Linked DNA regions of Lactuca sativa: region 1 is linked to region 2. A link is a contact called in public Hi-C data. All regions are on one chromosome and are shown on one strand. The core of a region is the stretch at or near the end of the contact, and the rest is flanking DNA. Distances in the headings are between cores, read along the strand shown. Region 1 holds the start of LOC111903108 (peptidyl-prolyl cis-trans isomerase CYP65). Region 2 holds the start of LOC111903110 (protein SHORT-ROOT).

Region 1 (2,738 bases), core at 36-2,535, 310 kb after region 2:
TTCCGGTTGTCTTTATGGCAACAATGTGTGTGAACTCTGTGAAAACCTTGTTTAATACAGGGCAATGATACTCTCCTAGAATATAGAAAAATGGGTTTTTTAAGAAGATGAGGAATATCAAGAATGTTATTAGAAAGAAAAAACATGTATAGTATAATGGAATGATACCTTCAGAGTTTTTATGAAATGTTAGTGGGATGAGATCTTCTTGTTTGAGAGGAATTCCAGAAACAGGATGCTTTCCATATTTCCTTATGTAGGGGACTATGTGCCTACATCACCAAATTTCATAATTGAGTTTAAAAACTAGAGATTTGTGAAAAATAGAGAACAAACAAGATACAAATAGAGAATGTAGACTTAAAAACTATGTTAGGCTGTACATTTATAGCAATCTCAATTCCCAGAATGTTATTCATTCAGTGTAACTTAAGTCAGTGGCTTAGGGAAAGCCCCAACAGAAGGTGAAAAAAGAATATATGCTAACTGAAATGAAGCTTCAACTGTATCTACAAATGATTTCAAGTTAAAGAAAGCTCTATACTTCTATTTGAGTTGACGTGATCCTATATTCCTATGTGGTTCCATTTGGAGTTATGGCTCTTTGAAGCTCCTCCAACTATTCATACATGGTGGGATTCTCCTATACACTTCAACAATAAAATGAATCCCAAATCCTCGAAGACAATTACTAAACCACTGAAATAATAATAATAATAAACACTCACATGATATCGAAAACGCTGCCATCCTCAGTGCACACTGCGTCCTCGAATGGAGTAAATGTGAGGCTGCAAATTTCATGAAAGTGATGTAGTCAATCTTCAACTCGCATATGTAGAGGAAGCATACACACAGATAGAATTTTCAGAACTTTGAATTAAAAGACAAAGATGAAGAAAGTGAGTACGCGCAGCAATAGAAGGGAAGACGTTTAAAAGGTGTGCGGAGCTCTTTGGACTTAGCACCGCCCCACTCGGTGGCCCACTCCGTCTTCGTAAGGTACATCCGGTCTTTGCTGTGTTGTTTCTTCCCCATCTTTCTTCGAAATTTCTGAACTTGGAGCAAATTAGGGTTTACAGGAGAGTTCGCCGAGAATAATAAGTGTATTTGTGCAAATAGATCCCTCTATTCTCTTTCTTTCTTATCCCCACCAATGGAGAAACGATATCGGAAATCGGAGCTCCTGGATCTGATACGGTGGTCGCTAATAATCCCGCCGAGCCGGCTTAATTCTGCGGTGGTGGTCTGAAGTCTGAACCACAGAAAGAGCTAATTTTAAGAATTTGCAAAAATATTGTTTGTTATGGGCGGCTTCTGATATTAAGTATTAACCCATACATTAAGGCCCACTAATTGTGAAAAGTAAAAGATTTGATTAATTAAAATTTTATTACACAGGAAATTTGAGATAATATGGTTTATTTGGAATCATGGAATGGAATGTCATAAGAGAAATAAAGGAATACATAATGATCTAATAGATCATAATGATCTAAGCTAGATAAAAGATTTGATCATTATGCTTTGTTGTAATTGTGATGGTTGGTTGGATCGAATGAATGAATGAAACAAATTATTAGAACATATTGTATTTGTTATTTATAAGTAGAAAACAAATAGTAAGTTATAAATCATTCATATAGTTTAGGGGTGAATAAAAAATGATTATTATACCTTTTCTAGTTTTGTTCAACTTTTTTTGTATTTTGTTTTAATTTTTTTAATATTAATTGAAATGGTTTTGTTTAATTCTTTTTTAATGATAATAATTACTAAAATGGAGCTTGCCCCATGTAACGACCTGAAAATCATTACTTTCTAATTGAAAAATTAAGCAAAATAGTGTGTATGAATGCAATAATGGAGAACTATAAATTACAATGCCATTTTGAGAAAGTCAAACACGAAGGCATGATGTGTGTACCTAATGGTGTGGTGTGTCTTCTAGTCTGGGTGGTAGGACACGTGTAGCAAGCAGCTTGACATGTGGCGAGACACGAAGCGGTCTTTAGGCTAGACACGTGGATGCGACGCGTCCACCTTCCCGATGCGACGTGTCGGCACATGATTTAGCCTTAGTATAAATAGCTTGATGTGTTCTTTTGTTGCACCTTTTTCTGACAAGAACTCCAAGCATTTAAGCGGCGACATGTAATTTATGGGAGTACATATTGATGCCGGTATACAATGTATCGATTACGGAGCGAGATAAGTTATCCTCTTGTCTCGTTATTATGTAGATATAATTATGTAACGTCGTTATGATAAGGTTGTTAGAACCCAAGTTGGTTTGTAGAGTCTGTAATATGGTGTTATTATGAACGTGAAGGATACGTTGGAGGAATGAATTCCTGGTGGAATTCTTAGTTGGTTAATGAGGATTATAAACCATAATCTACATAGCGATTTAAAGTGAGTAATCAGACTGACGGTGTACGGGGTTAAACAACGTAGTTGTTGTAGTATGGGACTTGGTGAGTTTGGCAACAAATGGTTACCGGGCTCGATTAATGGTTAAATAAATGACCATTGTGGTAGAAGTGATGATAAGTTTGTACAAGTTCTAAGGATCTTAGTAACTGTTTGAATAGGTTTGGACAAGGTGATAAGTGGAAAGCAACACAAGACACACAAGACTTTAGGTCGCGACAATAGTTAGTCTTCACTAATTAGCCATTTGAGTACATGTGGACTTTTGGGTACATAGCAAAGTAATTACTTTTATGTGAAAAGTA
Region 2 (2,975 bases), core at 240-2,739:
AACTATATTTTGTTTCAGTATTATACTTTTTTTTATGTATGTGGATTGATGTAAAACTTATGATTATGTGTTATTTAAATGTATTTGGATTGATCTATAACTTATTTTTATATGTATTTTTAATATTTGAACTTATAGACATCAAATTTATGATTTATGTATGTATGCATGTATGTGTAGGAGAATAAGAAAAACAAATAAAAATTATAGAAACCGGTTGACCCGACGGTCAAATTGGGAAAACCGATCAACATACCCGGTTCGCTTAAAACCGATTTTTAAAACATTGCGCAAAAACTATATGTTCATTGGAATCGTTAGGAATTAAAGGGAGTTGGAATCCAATTTCACCGGATTCCTAAGTTGTCGTTCATATTTGCTAAAGAATTAAATTCCTTAATTAGATGATATTTCCATCAAACGAGGAAAAATTTGTTCCATAAAAGAAAATATTATCGATTTTTTTTTTCATAAAGGAGAGTTCAAGATTACTATAATACCATTTTTATTCTACCACTATCACATATCATCAATAGCACTGTCACTACCACCTCCATTATCACCACCGTTACTGACCGTTATCATAACCACCATCACTATCTCCACCACCACCAACCACCGCTATACCGTCACCTTCACCACCACGATCACCATCTTTGTCACTGCCACCACCACCACCATCACTATAACTGCGAACACCACCCACCAGAACAATTTACTATTTTTATAATTTATTTGACATATCTTTCCATATAAAATTAGAAAACAAAATAAAATCAATCAAAAAAAAAAAACAAAATGGATCAATTATGTCATTTTATATTATTTCAGTTATATTTAATGTTGACCAAACCGAATATGAAATCGTATTCCAATCATAATATGCAATTACATTACAATTCATAACACACTCATATTATTTGATAGATTTCAATTCCTTTGTAAATATTTTTGCAAACAAAACACCAAGTAAATTTTTTATCATACTATATAACCGTTTCTTCGAACTCGTTGCTCTTCGACAATCGATCCCTCTACTTCTAATGCTCTTGTTCAATACTATGGATAGAAAGACGGGAACTTGAACCAAAATCAAAAGAAAAAGGACCAACAAAGAGACTAACTTTATAATTTAATCAATAAAACATATTTCTTTTCTAAAAAAAGCCCATTTGAATTTTCATTGATTACCCCAAAAGCACAAAAATGGCTTCAAAGACATTTGACCAAATTAATAGCAATCTTGCATGAAAACTAATAAAACCATAAGCTTAAATCCAACTTCACATTCTTCCTCCTCCTCCTCCTCTCTCTCTCTCTCTCTCTCTCTCTCTCTCTCTCTCTCTCTCTTCTCTCTCTCTCTCTCTCTCTCTCTCTCTTCTCTCCTCACTCTCTCTCTCATCTCCTCTCTCTCTCTCTCTCTCTCTCTCTCTCTCTCTCTCACTTCTCCTCTCTCTCTCTCTCTCTCCTCTCTCTCTCTCTCTCTCTCTCTCTCTCTCTCTCTCTCTCCGTATCCAATTTCCTTCAAAACATCCCCACACACCCCACAAACGCACACTCACACACACATACAACACACACATGCATGCCATTTATAGATCTTGATCATCTTCCTGTTGTGTTAATTTGTGTTATGTCTAGTTATTATGACACTCTCTTTAGGCTTGTAAGCCTCCAAAAACAACCCTCCCATCATCATCATCATCATCATCTCCACCAACACCAACAACAACATCATTCTATCAACTCCACCAGTAGAACTTCAAGCAGTTCAAGATCTTCCACCCAACCTCCATATCACTTTAATTACCAACAAGGAGAAGATCAAGAAGAATGCTTCAACTTTTTCATGGATGAAGAAGATTTCTCATCTTCTTCCTCAAGGCACCCCCACCAAAATCAGTACTACTCTTCTCAACAACCACAAACCTTCCACCACCAGTCTTCCGGTACGCCGACGCCCACAACCAGCACCACCAACACCAACACCCCTCCTCCGCCGTCGTTGTCCTACTATGGCTTCTCTTCTTCCGAACATCAACAGTCGTCTGATCCCAACATTAACTACTCGTACTCTCCAGCGCGTGATGTCACCGCTGAGTTCTCTAATTCCTTCTCCGGCAACACCTGGTCCGCCGATGTTCTACTAGACGCCGCCCGTGCGGTGGCGGATAAAAACAGCGGTCGATTACAGCAACTGATGTGGATGCTTAACGAGCTTAGTTCTCCATATGGAGACACTGATCAAAAGCTGTCGTCTTATTTCCTTCAAGCGCTTTTCAGCCGTATGACGGATTCCGGCGACCGATCTTACCGGACTTTGACGTCGGCGTCGGATAAAATGTGTTCGTTTGAGTCAACAAGAAAACTGGTGCTGAAATTTCAAGAAGTCAGCCCTTGGACGACGTTTGGACATGTAGCTTGTAATGGAGCGATCATGGAGGCGTTCGACGGCGAGAGCAAACTGCATATAATTGATGTAAGCAACACCTACTGTACCCAATGGCCGACTTTGCTTGAAGCTATTGCAACTCGCACCGATGAAACACCACATCTCCGTCTTACGACGGTAATCGCAACCAAATCCGGTGGTGGCGCTGCGGATTCCGGCACCGGAGTACAAAAGGTTATGAGAGAGATCGGAAATCGGATGGAAAAATTCGCTAGATTAATGGGTGTCCCTTTCAAATTCCACGTAATACACCATACTGGAGACTTATCCGAACTGAATTTGAGTCAACTGGGAATACAAGACGATGAAGCTCTTGCGATTAACTTAAACGGCACGTTACGTTCTGTCAACAATCATCGTCGAGATTACTTGATATCAACATTTAGAGGATTAAATCCGAAAATCATCACCATCGTTGATGAAGAAGCTGATTTGGATGTGGGTACAGATGGGTTTGAATTCGTGAGAGGTTTTCAAGAATGTTTAAGATGGTTTAGGGTTTACTTCGAAGCGCTCGATGAGA

Evidence for each region. A called contact is a pair of places that touch in the nucleus more often than the background predicts.
Region 1: a Hi-C map of leaf shows a contact between it and region 2, with 5 times the contacts expected there. The contact joins the promoter of LOC111903108 here to the promoter of LOC111903110 in region 2. A contact is called at or near these places in 2 of 4 Hi-C or Micro-C datasets (both in leaf).

What each region holds. Positions count from the first base shown.
Region 1 is chr3:133,781,734-133,784,471 of Lsat_Salinas_v11, forward strand. LOC111903108 (peptidyl-prolyl cis-trans isomerase CYP65) reads right to left here and starts at 1,286. Exons shown (of 11, transcript XM_052769396.1): 1 at 911-1,286; 2 at 729-791; 3 at 169-272; 4 at 1-75. The coding sequence starts at 1,038.
Region 2 is chr3:133,467,027-133,470,001 of Lsat_Salinas_v11, forward strand. It overlaps LOC111903110 (protein SHORT-ROOT), which reads left to right and starts at 1,490. Exons shown (of 1, transcript XM_023898897.3): 1 at 1,490-2,975. The coding sequence starts at 1,586.